Linked DNA regions of Mus musculus: region 1 is linked to region 2. The links are chromatin contacts, called in public promoter capture Hi-C maps. All regions are on one chromosome and are shown on one strand. The core of a region is the stretch at or near the end of the contact, and the rest is flanking DNA. Distances in the headings are between cores, read along the strand shown. Region 1 has its middle 4.5 kb from the start of Gm51577. Region 2 holds the start of 1700125H03Rik (RIKEN cDNA 1700125H03 gene).

Region 1 (7,592 bases), core at 2,820-5,319, 480 kb before region 2:
ATACTTGATAGTATTATCTTTTTTAAAATGCACTGCTGTATGCACCCCCTAGTGCTTTCTGTCATATAAGTCCTTTGGTAAAAGAGTTGAGGGATGGTGAGCCCAGGGTGCTTCTCTTCTTCAACCTCTCTATGGAAGCTGTCAAAATATCTGAATGAAAGGTGAAAGAAAATGTAGTCACTGATTCAGTTTACCTTTATATGTTGAAACATAGATACACACGTGTTCTATGCGATTTCTGGGTTACTGTTCCTGTCACTGGCCAGATTAAAAGCCTGTTAATACATCTAGGACAGGGAGATCCGGGAGGGGAAGCAGGCAGAAGGAACTGAGACTAAGTATGTTGAAAACACTATATGGAAGCTTGTTACTTCAAAAAAATTAAATAAAAGGGAGCAAGCCATCAATTGCTGATATTTGCTCTAAACAACATTTGGATGAAAAAGAAAAAGTCATAGTTTGCCCTTATAGATTTGGTCTGAAATTGGCTGTAGTTCATGAGCCCTGAAAGGCACAGTGAATACTGTAAAGGAATCGGAGACAGTGATGGTCCCTAGTGCTGCTGAGGAGGGAGGTGACCTTGTGGCCCTGGAACCTACAATTTGTCTAAGCAGTCTGAACCCCTAAGTTTCTTCCTCTGTAAATATAAGACAGTGATATCTCCCTTCCTACATCACAGGGTATTCTGAAATCAAACAGAGTCAGCGTGTGTGTGTGTGTGTGTGTGTGTGTGTGTGTGTGTGTGTGTGTGTGTAACACACATGTGTGCAGGTAGGTACACAGACATATGGACATGTTTGTGGGCGTGAGAAAAGGATGTCAGGTGCCACTCATTGCCTTATTGCCTTGAGATAGGGTCTCTCACTGAACCTGGAGCTAGACTGGCAGCCAAAAAACTTGATAGATCCTCCTGTTTCTGCCCTCTAGAGGTCTAGAGTTACAGGTGGTTGGTTGGCCACCTTGCAATGTTTTATATGGTTGCTCAGATATACTCAGTCCCAAGCTTGCACAAGCTTCTTATCTACTAAGCCATCTCCCTAGCCTTTGGCATCAATTTGGAAAGGAATTGGTGATCTGGGTGTGCTATATAAATGCTGGAGTTATGGATTGTTTGTCCCTTCTTAATGGTGTTGCTTCCAACCCAGACACAATAGTGTTTTGAAATGCACTTTTTCTCCCCACCTCAGTCAGTCTTAGAGGCTAATGATTTAAAAGATGGAGAAATCGGTACCCAAATAGATTACACTTCTGAAACTCTGCTGACGTCTGAATTGAAAGCATGTTTCACGCAAGAGCCTTGGCTTCATTTCTACTATGACAACACGTGAGATCTTTTCCTAATGCTCAGAATTTCACCCCTGGAAACTTAGTGTCCTGAGAAGTGCAGCAGGAAATGGCTATGGTGTCCAGAGCCAGAAGGTCCTTTCCCTGTGTGGAGATGACAAACAGGAGACACAATGTGTCCTGTGTGTTCAGTGCCAACAACCCCAGGGAGCTGGCCCTTAAATGGAGCCACTTCTGTGCTGGTGGCTTTCTTGGAGCCTGGCTTTTGCAGGAGAGCTCTGGTGTCCTGCTGTTCGTGCCACTTTCAAAAGTCCATTGAATGATAAGGCAGGTTGGTACTTCATCCTCTTCAAAGGTTAGTAATATTTTCTTTCAAGGCTCCTGCTATGTAGCTCAGGCTAGCCTAGAACACAAGATCTTTTTGCCTTAGTGTCCCTTCCTAAGTGCCAGGATCACAGGCATATACACCCTGCAATTATCATCCTATTTACATCTTAATTGAGATGCTCTAAAGATTTCCATTTAGCTGGAACTGAAAATACAAAACTTCAGAAGAATTGACAACCAGTTGGTGGCCACTAGCCTTTGTCCCTCCTCCTCCTCCTTCCTTCCCTCCTCCTCCTTCTTCTTCTTCTTCTTCTTCTTCTTCTTCTTCTTCTTCTTCTTCTTCTTCTTCTTCTTCTTCTTCTTCTTCTTCTTCTTCTTCTTCTTCTCTTTCTTTCTTTTTCTTTCTTTCTTTCTTTCTTTCTTTCTTTCTTTCTTTCTTTCTTTCTTTCTTTCTTTCTTTCTTTCTTTCTTTCTTTCTTTCTTTCTCCTCCTCCTCCTCCTCCTCCTCCTCCTCCTCCTCCTCCTCCTCCTCCTCCTCCTCCTCCTCCTCCTCCTCCTCCTTCTTCTCCTTTTTTTTCCCCCCAGCTTGATGTCTAATGCCCAGTGGTGTGGATAATGGTGAGACATGGTGCCACCTGAGCAGATTGTTAGACCAGGGTTCACCAGAGCCATCATATCTGTGCTCAAAGAAGTCTCACCACTGCTTCCACCCTCATTGATTTTTCTTATAAACTAGCTAGTGAATATAAATGATCCAGGCTCAACTTTCTGAAATGGAGTCAACCAGGAGAACAGAGCTGGTTATCCAGAGATTAGAATTCTACAAGGGGCATTCATATTTTGTAGGTTGATTTTTTCTGTGGCTATGAAATCTTTGTATGACTTGAAAAAAGTATTTTACTATAAGAATACTTGCCTATGAATATTTAGTTGAGAAGGGGCTACAGAGCATCAGTTCTGTGGGTCATGATCCATTTTGTAGGTTACATATCAGCTACTCTTAATATCATATATTTACATTATAATTCAGAACAATAGCAAAATTACAGTCATGAAGTTGCAGTGAAATAATTTGTGGTTGGGTGTCAGTACAACATGAGGAACTGTATTAAAGGGTCATAGAAATAGGAAGGTTGAGAACTGCTGCTTTGGAGAGATGGAAATATTAGTTCTCTTATACAATATGTTTCACTGTTTACGTGTTAAGAGGTGGTGAGTAACTATCTGCATTATACCAAATACAGAGATATGTGAAAACTTTCCAGTAGCTTTGAGTTGTAATCAGTTTTAAATCTAGACATGAAAAGCTATAGTGAGTCCAATATTGGAACCCTCCTGTACAATGAAAATTTCTTAAATAATAGAGATGTTTTTGTGTATAGATACACGTGGGGGTGCATGTACACATGTGTGGATACCTGAGGACAAGAGCAAGGGTTGCTTGTAGTCTTAGATTTTTCAAAACCTACTTTTAATAAGGGTATATAAATGCTTTGACTTCTCTCCTAGCCCACCACCCACCAGAGATAGTAGAAGGAAAGGTTAATAGGGCAAAGGAGAATGTGGACCTGTTAGAAATAGTTCTTTGGAATAAATTCAATCTGCATTGTTAAGATATCAGCAGTTCAGTTCGCAGGAACGAGCAGTGACAGCTCTATCCACTTACAAACACCATTCACAAATCAGCAATGGCAGTTTGATCCAGAAGAAACCTCGAGGCTCTGCCAATCAGCCCAAGTCCATAGAAGCAGCAAGAAGCCTCTAGAACACCATCAGAATTTCTTTGGTGGCATTTCTCTCTATGAAGTCAAGACAAACTATAACCAGCAAAGAGTGGCAAGGTGAATCAATACCAGACAGAGGGAACCAAGCTGCCAGGCTCCTTTTAGGCTGCTTTCCTAGTAACTAGCTCAGTTTGAAGAGACCTCACCCACTCTTGGAGATTTATCCAGTTTCTCAAGAGGTAGAAATCCATTTATGAGATTAAATGCATTTTATTTTTATAAGTGGCACCAATTTTACTATTTTATATTTTAAATGATTTTCATCAATTCTAAGATTATATCATTTTCCCTCCCTTCGCCACTATCCCTCCTCAAAGGTGGTTAGTTATTCTACTGTTGCCTCTGGTCTAGCTGCTCTTCTACTGGCTCAGAGTTGTGGCTAATACTACTTATCTTTCCTCCAACACTTCTGATTTTTTTTTCTTTGCCTTAGGTGTTTCTATATCTAGGTAGATATAGAAAGCCCTGATTGAGGGGCTCCTTAGAATTTGACACTTAAGGGTTAAACACAGTATGGTTGTTGCTTCAGCAAGTCATGTTTCTGGGGAGCATTTCAATTTCTTGCATTTTTACTTCATCGAAACCTTGATTTATGGGTGGAGAGTAGCTAAGCTTGCTCCATTCCCCAGGCCAGAGAAGGCATGGCTCCATGTGACCGAATGCAAAAATACCAAGGCTACACTTTATATAACAACCTCTTTGCACAACAGCTCACTATCATAAATCAAATGCTCAGACACTGTAAGGCCCAAGGCCAAGTTAAGGGCTACTGCAAGCAGGAAGGTGGGTGAGAGCCCCTGACAGGAGTTTTTGGAAACTCACTTTCTTTTCCCTCCTTTTGCCATTTGAACCAAGTTTACCTTCCCCATCTTCAGTTAGTGATGTGAAGGGATTTTTCTATTCTCTATTCTCACTGACAAAGTCCTAGAGAAAGAGTCTCAGCCCTCTACTATCTTCAGATCTATGGTGCCTGGGTTGGCCCTACATACAGAAGGGCATCAAAACCTTGAATAACTGTGGTACATATATTATTGTTATTAAGAATATATTATATAAGAGCTCTTGCTTAGAAGTGCAGCCCTTTGATAATAAAGGTCTTGTTTGACCTCTGACTTCCAGACACTTATAACTGGCATCCACTTGGATTTGGGAGTGTGTGAGTTGATTCTTTCTGGGACTGGAAAGTAGGAAGGTGGCTGTCAGCTGGCTTCACGATACACACAGTCATGTGAACTGTAGGGGGTTTTGTGTTAACTTTTGTAAATTATGACCATTGGTTTCGGTGGGGTGTTGAGACTGGTGCCTTACCACATAAGACTCTCCTATCTACCTCCACGTTTGCTGAGTCTCAAGACAATGTATGAACATGCTTTTTCAATTATAGAACACTATAGGGAAAGAGTTATTGCTAATAATGATTAATAACAGCATATTGCGAACCTGGTCTGCCCTTGGTCTCCTGTGCTATCCCTGCTCACAGTTCTATAGCCACATGTGCTATATACTCACCAAAGGAATTCTCCATTTCCTTAGTTCACATTGTAGATTTACTTTTTCGTGGCACCAAGCTCCAGCAAACAGTAGCTTTTTGTTTCAGGATTTCTGGGTTCAGATAACCGCTGTATGTGACTGCCACTTGGAGTTTTGGAGATGAATAGTCTTAGGCAATTTGTCCCTTTTATTTAACCTTTTCTACGACTATTGGGAAACTATAAGAAATGGTTCTTCACTGTTTCTCAGTCTTCACAGTGACACAAGTTCTATGGGGCAAGATTGTTCTATTTTAAAAGTCCTTATCTTACTCAATTCACATGTGTTGCTGTTTGCCTTATTGGCTAAGCACTGCTAGGCTGGGGACTACATTTTCACAATGGCTTGACATTTCAAACTCCATGCAAGTGTTGAAAACAAAGAAATTTCCATACAGCCCGAATGTTAGAACAAAATTTAGTGTAAAATTCTAACTTACTAACTCCAGAGCTGTTACTAGGTTCAACCCCAAATCTGTGTGTGTGTGTGTGTCCTGCTGCAGGTAAGAAGGAAGGGAGAGACTCAGAGTTTGTTTAAGATCATGCCCTCAGCTGCGAGGTGAACTCTGGAGCCTTGCCTGCAGACTTTCTTTAAGCAATGCTATCTGCCCTGCAGTAACCTGGGAACCTTTAGCAGCTCCCAATCATGAATCTAGTAGGTCTCTATCCCTAAGCACAGACCTAATTGTATTCTCCCTTTCTGCATCTGACTTCTTGGCCATTTCTGGACTCCTGTTTGGTTAGACGCTGAAACACTTTTCAGAGATTCATCTGGTATCTCCGTGCCTGACCAGGACATCTGAAATATACAAATAAGGCAGGAGTTATACTTTTTGCCTTTTGTATTCTTTTACAATTTAGTTGGATTTCACAGTGTAGGACCGGAAGGGCAGGTGCTCCCTCACAGTTCACAGTGTAGGACCGGAAGGGCAGGTGCTCCCTCGAGGTTCACAGTGTAGGACCGGAAGGGCAGGTGCTCCCTCACAGTTCACAGTGTAGGACCGGAAGAGCAGATGCTCCCTCACAGTTAACAGTGAAGGACCGGAAGGACAGGTGCTTCCTCGAGGTTCACAGTGGAGGACCGGAAGGGCAGGTGCTCCCTCACTGTTCACACTGGAGGACCGGAAGGGCAGGTGCTTCCTCGAGGTTCACAGTGTAGGACCGGAAGGGCAGGTGCTCCCTCACAGTTCACAGTGTAGGACCGGAAGGGCAGGTGCTACCTCACTGTTCACAGTGTAGGACCGGAAGGGCAGGTGCTTCCTCGAGGTTCACAGTGGAGGACCGGAAGGGCAGGTGCTCCCTCGCGGTTCAGTATTTGTAAACATCTTGCCAGTCTTTCCACATCTTCCAGCAAACCCTCAAGTGTGTCTTCTTTAGGATCTTCATAAATGCCATTAAAGGTGATTTGGAATGACGCTGCTGACTGTGTAAGCCACCTTCTCTTCATGGGGCACCTGGTCCACCAATGAGTGACAATGATTATGACACATTTCCTGATGCTAAATTCTGAATCTGTTTTCCTAGTGTTATTTAATAGGAAAAGAATCACTATCCCTGGATTAGATACTGTGGAAGCTTCTAGATGTAAAGAGAGCATCTAATTACAGAGAGCTAATTATAGGGGGCACTGAAATGCTAGAAATGATGAAAATGCTAGAAATGATGAAAACGTTTCAAATTCATCAGAGGATAGCAGGTCTGGGATGGCCCGAGTTTCTAAGAAGAACCTTGGTGCATGCCTTTAATCCCAGCACTCAGGAGGCAAAACCAGGCAGATCTCTGTGAGTTCAAGGCCAGCCTGGTCTCATTCAGAGTTTCAGGCTTGCCAGGGCTACATGATAAGACCCTGTCTCAAAAACAAAATACACACACACACACACACACACACACACACACACACACACACACACACACACACACAGAGCACTTGGCCCTGAGACGGTCTGTATCTGTCATTTGATGCCATGTTTCCTCTCACTCAATTCTTGCATCTGGCAATTCTAGATTTTCAAACGATTTTGTTATTACTGTGGGACCCTAAGAGATTTCTGAGACTGAGTCCTATGTTCTGGCCATAAAATCAGGGTAATAAAGTCTCTCAGGCATCCTGTAAGGAATAGGTGAGGTAAGTGTGTAGTCCTGCTGTACTAGAGGGCAAAAGCAAGAATATAAAACATGAAATAGCTATATCATTTGTTCACTTTGGAGAGGTCACATTTGGAGCATGACTTAGCACTACTGTGAAGTATATTAACTGGGCTACTGAATTATAATACACTCATGATCTCAGGGGCAAGAAAGAAAGTATGGGTGTGAATGTTTTTACATATACAGAGTAATTCCAAGTTTCTGCTGCTGGAGTGTGTGTGTGTGTGTGTGTGTGTGTGTGTGTGTGTGTGTTTGAGGGGCTAGGGGTATAGATGTGGGTAGGTTTTCTGCTATTTAACTGCATCCTCCATTGTAAATAGCAGTTATGGTATACTTACATATAACAAGTTGCTTTTCTTTCCTAATTCATTATGGCTTTGAAATCTGACATGAAAGCTTATTTATAAATAGAGTGTCAAGCAAGAATATATACAGTCTGAGGGACTAAGGTACACATCCCATCACATCTTATGCATGATACTCGCATAAAGTGGATTCTTTTTCCATGTCAAAATTAAAA
Region 2 (6,817 bases), core at 249-2,748:
CTAGCTAGACAGGCTATCTCAAATTGCCGGCTCTAGGTTCTTTGGAGAATGTGTGAAAAAAAAATCAGGTCAAGAGTGATAAAAGAAGATACCCAAAGTTAACTTCTGACCTCTACACAAGCATGGATGAACACCCACAGGCAACTGTACAAGCACAGATAGACACCAGCATACACACACACACACACACACACACACACACACACACACACGTCCCCAAAACTAAGATGGAAAGGTCTTTGAGTGACAGAGCTCAGCGCCCACCATTATATCCTTCCTCTTGAGCAGGGGACTAGAGCTGCTGAGCACCCCCTAGAGATCTGATGCATAAAAGAAATGGCCTAAGGAGAATTCTAGGGGCAAACATCAAACTACAGAAATTAGTATACCAGAGACAGAATGTGTAGGTAGCAAGACACCATAAAATAAAAAGTAATGGCTGGAGGTGGATAAATTAGGAGAGATTTCCTCCTGAGGTTGCATTTTGACTCAGTCTAGAAAGAGACTGTGGATATTCGCAAATCCTTGATAGCCTCCCCTGGAACACATCAGTACCTCGGATGAGACAGGCAATGAATGTTCAGAATGGGGCTGTAATAAAAGTTACTTACCTATGCAAACAAGAGAGAACCTTTCCCAACAGCCCGCAAACAAAACCTCCTGCTCAATGTTGCAGTTAAGAGTTTTCACCGTTATCAGCCCTGTCATTTTCTGTTTTGCCTGCAGATGAAAGCAAGGATTTTTGTGTGTGTACAGATGACTTTCTTTTTAAACTTCTGCATACGAGTCGTTAGTAATAAGTGACACTGTGGGATTTCATACTAATATTTAATGTTTTGAATTTTAAGCCATGAGATGAAACTTGCTGGTGCTTTAATGCAGAAACATCGTGCTCAGTAAGGGATGACTGTCATTTAAATGAGTGTTCTCTTTAAACATTCCACCTTGCCGGCTCTGCCTGTCAGCTCTGGCTTAGGTCCCCACAGAAGCCTCCTACTTCTTCTATCTTTAGATTCCGACCCTCCCCACACTCCGGTCTGTCCTTACCCTTTCCTTGCCAGAGGCTGGTTTTGAATAAACAAGCTAACTCCACTTCTCTTTTAAAAAAGCATTTATGGCATAAAGCCAGTGGCATGCTAGCAAATGTTTGGCAACCCACTCTTGGAAAGAAGGGGGGGAAATGCCCTGGTGATGGTATTTGCCAATTTCCACGGTGTAAATAATCCCACTGTAGCCTTTTTTTTTCCCGGCTAACCAATGTGTTACCACAGGGCATACAGCTGTGAAGAGATGTGTACAAATCTGGGGAGCCAGCATGGGCTGGCTCAAGCACAGGGCTGCAGACTCTGATTTCTTGTTGGGACTAATTGTCTTCTATCAACCCCACCACCTGGCAGATGGCACCAACTCCAGAATACTCACGTTAGCCTGCTGTTGTGTAGCACACCTGCTCGTGGTCTCTGAATGCTGTCCTTGTTCCCCCAGGTCACTACCTTCCGGGGTTTAGACTCTCTGCCTGCTGTGCAGTAGCCCCTCCCACTTAAGCCTCTGTCTTTGTGACTCTGTTCAGTGATTATGGGCTGTGCTGCTCCTTTGTCCTCCTCATCCCCCCTGTGAATACACCTGCACCTCTTTACCTCCCAAAATAGTTTGTGTGTGAACCCAGAGGTGGGTATCAAGTGTCTTCATTGATTATTGTCCCCCCCTAATTTCATTGGTTTGCAGTTCATACATGTATTAATGTTTTAAGTCATATTTTTCCTCTTGTCATCCTCTCTTATGCGGTTCCTATTCTTTATTAGGCCCTGCTTCTTCCTCCCACCTTATGCTTCTCTCTGTCTGTCTGTCTGTCTGACTGACTGTCTCTGTCTCTCTCTGTGTCTCTGTTTCTCTTTCTCCCTCTGTCTCTCCCTTCCTCCTCCTTTCTTTCCTTCCTCCCTCCTTTCCTCTCTGTGTCCTCCTCTCCCTCCTTCTTTTTTCTTTTTCTCTTCCTTCTCCTCTTTCTTCTCCTCCTCCTCCTCTTTCTCCACCCTCTCTTGCTGAATATTTAGCTCACTGATCTAACTAGCCTGGGCAGACAGTGAGCAGTAGGTTTAGGCACACATGTCACTATACCTAGCTTTATATATGAGTTCCAGGGGTCCAAACTTAAGACTTTGTATTTGTGGAGCAGTCACTTTATCAAGAAGCCAGTTCTCAGCTCCTTAGTTAGTTGAGATTTTTTTTAGGGGGTGGGGGTAAATTATTGACTATATTAAGCACTGACCTATGCTTCAGTTTTTAGCATAGCCCACTGAGCATGGTATATGCAGTGTACCCTTGCAGACTGGTTTTGTTTACTCAGAAAGCCTACACTTACTAAATAGCAACAGTAATGTTACCAGATGCCATCTGAGAATCTCTCACTGTGACCATGTAATCTTCCATAATTCTCAACATGGGCAAGTGACATCAGCATCTCAATTCACACATCCGCGAGTCTGAGCTCAGAGGGTATAAATCCACCGTGTCTCAGACTCTTGCAGCTGCTGCATGGGAGAGGGAGAGATCTAGGTGCTACACCGTGAGGCTAAGCTTGACTGAGAATGATGCGCTGAAGGAAATGTATTCTTTGGCTTCAGTGTGCTTCGAGGAGGACCATGAGTCTAGACCCCAGACAGGAGAAACCTGGAGAATCCATGTCCAGCCTGAAACCCTTAGAAAACAAAACCATCCTTTATCCAGAAACCAATGAAATAAGGCTCTGTGAAGATCTGGGAGGAGATGAGATTTGAGTCTACTATTAAATTAATTCTGGAGACTCTATGGCTCCAGAAATACATTATTTCTTAAAAAATTACACAAAACTACTCAACAGAATCCCAGCCCCTAGCTCTGCTATGACAGATTGAATGAACTCAAGGAAATCGTTCTGCCTGAGTTTAAAGAGGTCTCAAGAAGAGGACACACAGCCTTTGCTTCCGGAACCCTCTGCAGTGCGCTCACTGGCCCTTCAGTTTCCAGATAATAAAGAGTGCACAATGCATGGTGCTACCTAGAAATTGCTACAATTCAAGGACTTTCATATTCATGTGCAGGACGTGAAATATCAGTAAAACATCTCAGAACAAACCCAAAATGCGAACCCTTGTTCCAAAATGTTCAGAATTTAAAGACAGCTACACCAAGCCCAGCACCCTGTGTAAGCTTCTGGGACATGTGCCTGTAAGCATGCCCAGCTCCCAGCAATTTCTAGGATGTAGGAGGCTGGTCAGATCTAGCTTTGGTTCTTGGAACATGCTCTTCGATTTAGATAGAATACTCTGCCTGAAGTCTTTTTTTAACCTACTTGATTTCAAGATCCAGATCGTTTCATAGGCTTCTGTCCAACCTAACACTATTAAATCAGACAGGCGACTGCCTGTGCTCCAGGCTACCTGTGCAGGTGTAGGGCAACCGTGTTCCCACAGCTCTAGAGGGAGTTGCTCATTAGTGTTTTGTGCTTTGATCATAATAAGAAATAATTACCCCTGTCACATGACTTGCCCACAAAGCTGTGATTCTGGAAACTTGATGGGGAAGACCCAACCTGAAATACATCCCTTTTATGGTATAATTGGGCCCACAGTCTTTTGTGAACTTCTGTGGGGTAGGAAGCTGCTGGAGAAAGAGTGGACAGGAGGCTAGCTACAAAGGACATCCTTAAAGTGACAGTGGCTCCTGTAGATTGACCAATGAAATTCAGAGCAAGAGAAAAAGATGGGAAACTTGTAAGTCATTCCAGTAGTAGGAACATTGGAGTATATATTTTGACTGTTGGGCAGATAGGTAGAATTCTTTACGCCTGAGTCAATGTGTTTTAAGTCAGACTTTATGCCTTAGGTCTCAAGAAGGTGAGGACACTTTTGTCTATTGGTCTAGATCTGTCCAGTCTTAACAATTGTCACCAGTGGACCAGCTATGCTTTTGATGAGATACTTGCTATCAAGTGTCTCTCACTAGAAGCCATTTTTATTTCCACTTGAAGCCAGGAGTCATGGTTACCTTAGAAGTGCTCCTTCTCCTTTCACTGAAGAAGTATTTATTAATTGCACAGCTGTGTGGCCAGTAGTGTTCTAGGTGCTGGAGACACAGGGGACTAAGTTCCTTACTGCTATTCTCTAAGGGTGGTAGGTGAAGGCAACAAACTGAGAAACAAATATATCCATGAGCTCATTTCACATTTCAGAGAACTGCTCATATTACAGAGATGTTAAGCCAGGGTCGCAGTATAGAGAGAAAATGGGTACTAGCAATTGTATTGGCATTGGCCCAGAGAGTCAGGGTGACCGCTCTGAGCAATGGTGAGCAAGGGACAGGTGACCAAGCAGAGCCTGTAGGGATATCTTGGATGCCTGTGAGCCTGGGGAGTTGGGGAGTTTGGGGAGTTTGGGGAGTTTGGGGGAGTCAAGAAACAAGACTGTGTAGAACAGCAATTCTCAACTTGTAGGTTGTCAACCTTTTGGAGTTGAGAAACATTTTCACAGGGTCACCTAAAGCCATCAGAAAGCACAGATATTTACATGATGATTCACAACAGTAGTAAAATTGCAGTTGTGAAGTAGCAATAAAAATAATCTTATGATTGGGAGTCAATACAACATGAAGAACTGTATTAAAGGGTTGAAAAATTAGGAAGGTTGAGAACCACTGATGTAGAGGGTTGAAGAGGATGAGACGAGGAGGAGGAAGAGGAGGAAGAGGAGGAGGAAGAGGAGGAAGAGGAGGAGGAGGAAGCAGGCAGGCCTAGGTAGTGGAATGGAAGCCCTCTGTGCCTTTTGTAGAGTCTTCAGCAATAATATGATGCCATCCCATCAGAAGGGAACTCTAGAGTTTTTTTTCTGCCAGGCTGCTCCCCAAGGGTAGCATTCCAGTCAGTAACTTGGTCCAGTCAGTGACTTGGTCCAGTCAGTAACTTGGTCCAGCTGTGGTGGTAGACCTTCTAATAAGTGAAATCCATCTTGCCCTGAAATTACACGCTGTGGCGCAACCATGTCATTTCCACAAAAGCCTATATTTCAGCACTTCTTCCCAGTGTGACTTTCTGTGGCTTACCAGCTTTCAAACCAACTAAGTAACTGTTTTTATAATGCAGTCCCTGGGGCATAAATAGGTATGTTCCTATCACACCACTCCATGTGGGTATCACCCTTCCAGCTATGTCCTTCAGCACAACCTTGACCCACCCCAACATTTTATGGCAGCTGCTTCTCAGGAGGGTCTTCCGCTTCCTCCTCAGTTCTGCCTGATGGTTCTTCCAGCATGGAGCTGTCTCGTAAATCCTATGTAGAGTCCAGCCAAATATCTGAAGTTTGGATACTGGTGCTTCTCTTCTACCTCATGTCTGTGAGATATTTAGAAATTTGGACCAGAGATGTTGAGCTGTTGACTGCGATAGAACATTTTACCTAATAGAGAAGGAACAAAATCCATTTAAAAATCTACTCAGTTTCCATCTTGAATCTCCAGATTTTCCTGCCTTATGCAGTCTTCCCAAACTTTTAATTCTGCTGCCACATCTGTTGTTTTGTTTGGTGACCTGATAAGTTTCACCAGGGTTGCCTGCAGGGGCACGGGTGGGGCATTATTTGCAGCACTGTCTGTACCTTACCAGTGCCTACACCACCCGACACCACTGGTAGAGATCTCTTTTTCTCACCCCAGCAACTATTAACTGCACACAAATCCTCCGACAGTGGTAGGTGGGACTTCCTGAGTCCCCCCAACTTCAGGACAGAATGTTACGGAGCATCATCATGATCAAATTCTTGCGTTCATAGCCTGACATAGACCGTGCACTATTGAGCTCTTGATAAAAGAATGTTTATGATTCATTACCTCTTTTGCAAGACATTTATTGGATATAATTTAGGCTGTGGGAAGGTTCTAGAACATGGAATAATAGCAACATAATACATGACCTGGAGAACTCTTTAACTATGATTTATGATTCTCAGTTCTTCATCAGATAGGAAAGAGAATGGAGCCTTGAAATGAAGAGGTCTGTCTGAGAATTAAAAAAAAAAAAAAAAAAAAAAAAAGTGGCCAGTACCCTGGGGTCATGAAAGTGGGAGAGCTGGTCCTTCCCCTCATGAGCTGCACCACTCAGAAGATCAGGTCCCGCACCTTGACTGGGCAGCACAGAGTTGGCTCTGGTGGCTTGGGTGCTGGTAACCTGGCCCCAAGGGCATGAGAGTAGGAGAGTTGACCCTGCCCTCTGTGGGCTACAGCATTGGGTGAGCTATTCAGACCAGTGCTAGAGAGCTTACATAGGAAGTGTAGGTACAGGAGAGCTGGTGGGACGACCAACTCAGCTACCATGAAGGCCCACACCCAGGGCTTTGACTTGGTCTACACCAAAATCTACCTCATGTGCTTGAGCATGGGGAAGGGTAAGTCCTACAGATGCAAAGCTGCAGGATCTCCATGGCACAGGGCAACAACAGGAGAACCAAGAGAAATCCAGGTGAGGGTGCAGTATTGATGGTTGGCCTCAAACCAGACTAATGACTCCTTACAATGTGCATTTACAAGGAAAACTGTGAACTCAAGGGTATACTGTGGGACACATTACCATTTCCATAACAAGATATTTTCTATGCTTTGTTTTGTCTAGTTTTGTTTTTTATTTTCTTTTGTGTGCAGGGGTGGGCATTGCTAGGGCAGAGGACAGAGGGCAGATACGAAAGGTCTGGGAGATGAGTGGAACTCGGGGACATAATGTGAAACTCACAAAGAATCAATGAAAAGTTAAGAAAAAAAAAAGTGGCCAGTGGTGGAGCTGGAACAAGACTGCTCC

What was found. Promoter capture Hi-C pulls out the DNA fragments that hold promoters and counts their contacts.
Region 1: a contact with region 2 is called in a promoter capture Hi-C map of hematopoietic stem and progenitor cells, with 4 times the contacts expected there. The contact joins the enhancer-like site here to the promoter of 1700125H03Rik in region 2. A contact is called at or near these places in 5 of 39 promoter capture datasets (the 3T3-L1 cell line, hematopoietic stem and progenitor cells, hippocampal neurons and 1 more) and 1 of 115 datasets of contacts at active chromatin or transcription factors (astrocytes).

Annotation. Positions count from the first base shown.
Region 1 is chr8:68,846,543-68,854,134 of GRCm38.p6, reverse strand. No RefSeq gene overlaps it. Among named protein-coding and RNA genes, the nearest start is that of Gm51577, 4.5 kb to the left of the region's middle. Within about 2 kb of position 4,069, at least 5 of the 459 cell types and tissues checked have an H3K27ac peak or open chromatin away from gene starts, as enhancers often do.
Region 2 is chr8:68,363,140-68,369,956 of GRCm38.p6, reverse strand. 1700125H03Rik (RIKEN cDNA 1700125H03 gene) reads right to left here and starts at 1,498. Exons shown (of 4, transcript NR_038181.1): 1 at 1,423-1,498; 2 at 612-720. The region is part of intron 8 of Csgalnact1 (chondroitin sulfate N-acetylgalactosaminyltransferase 1); the gene reads left to right.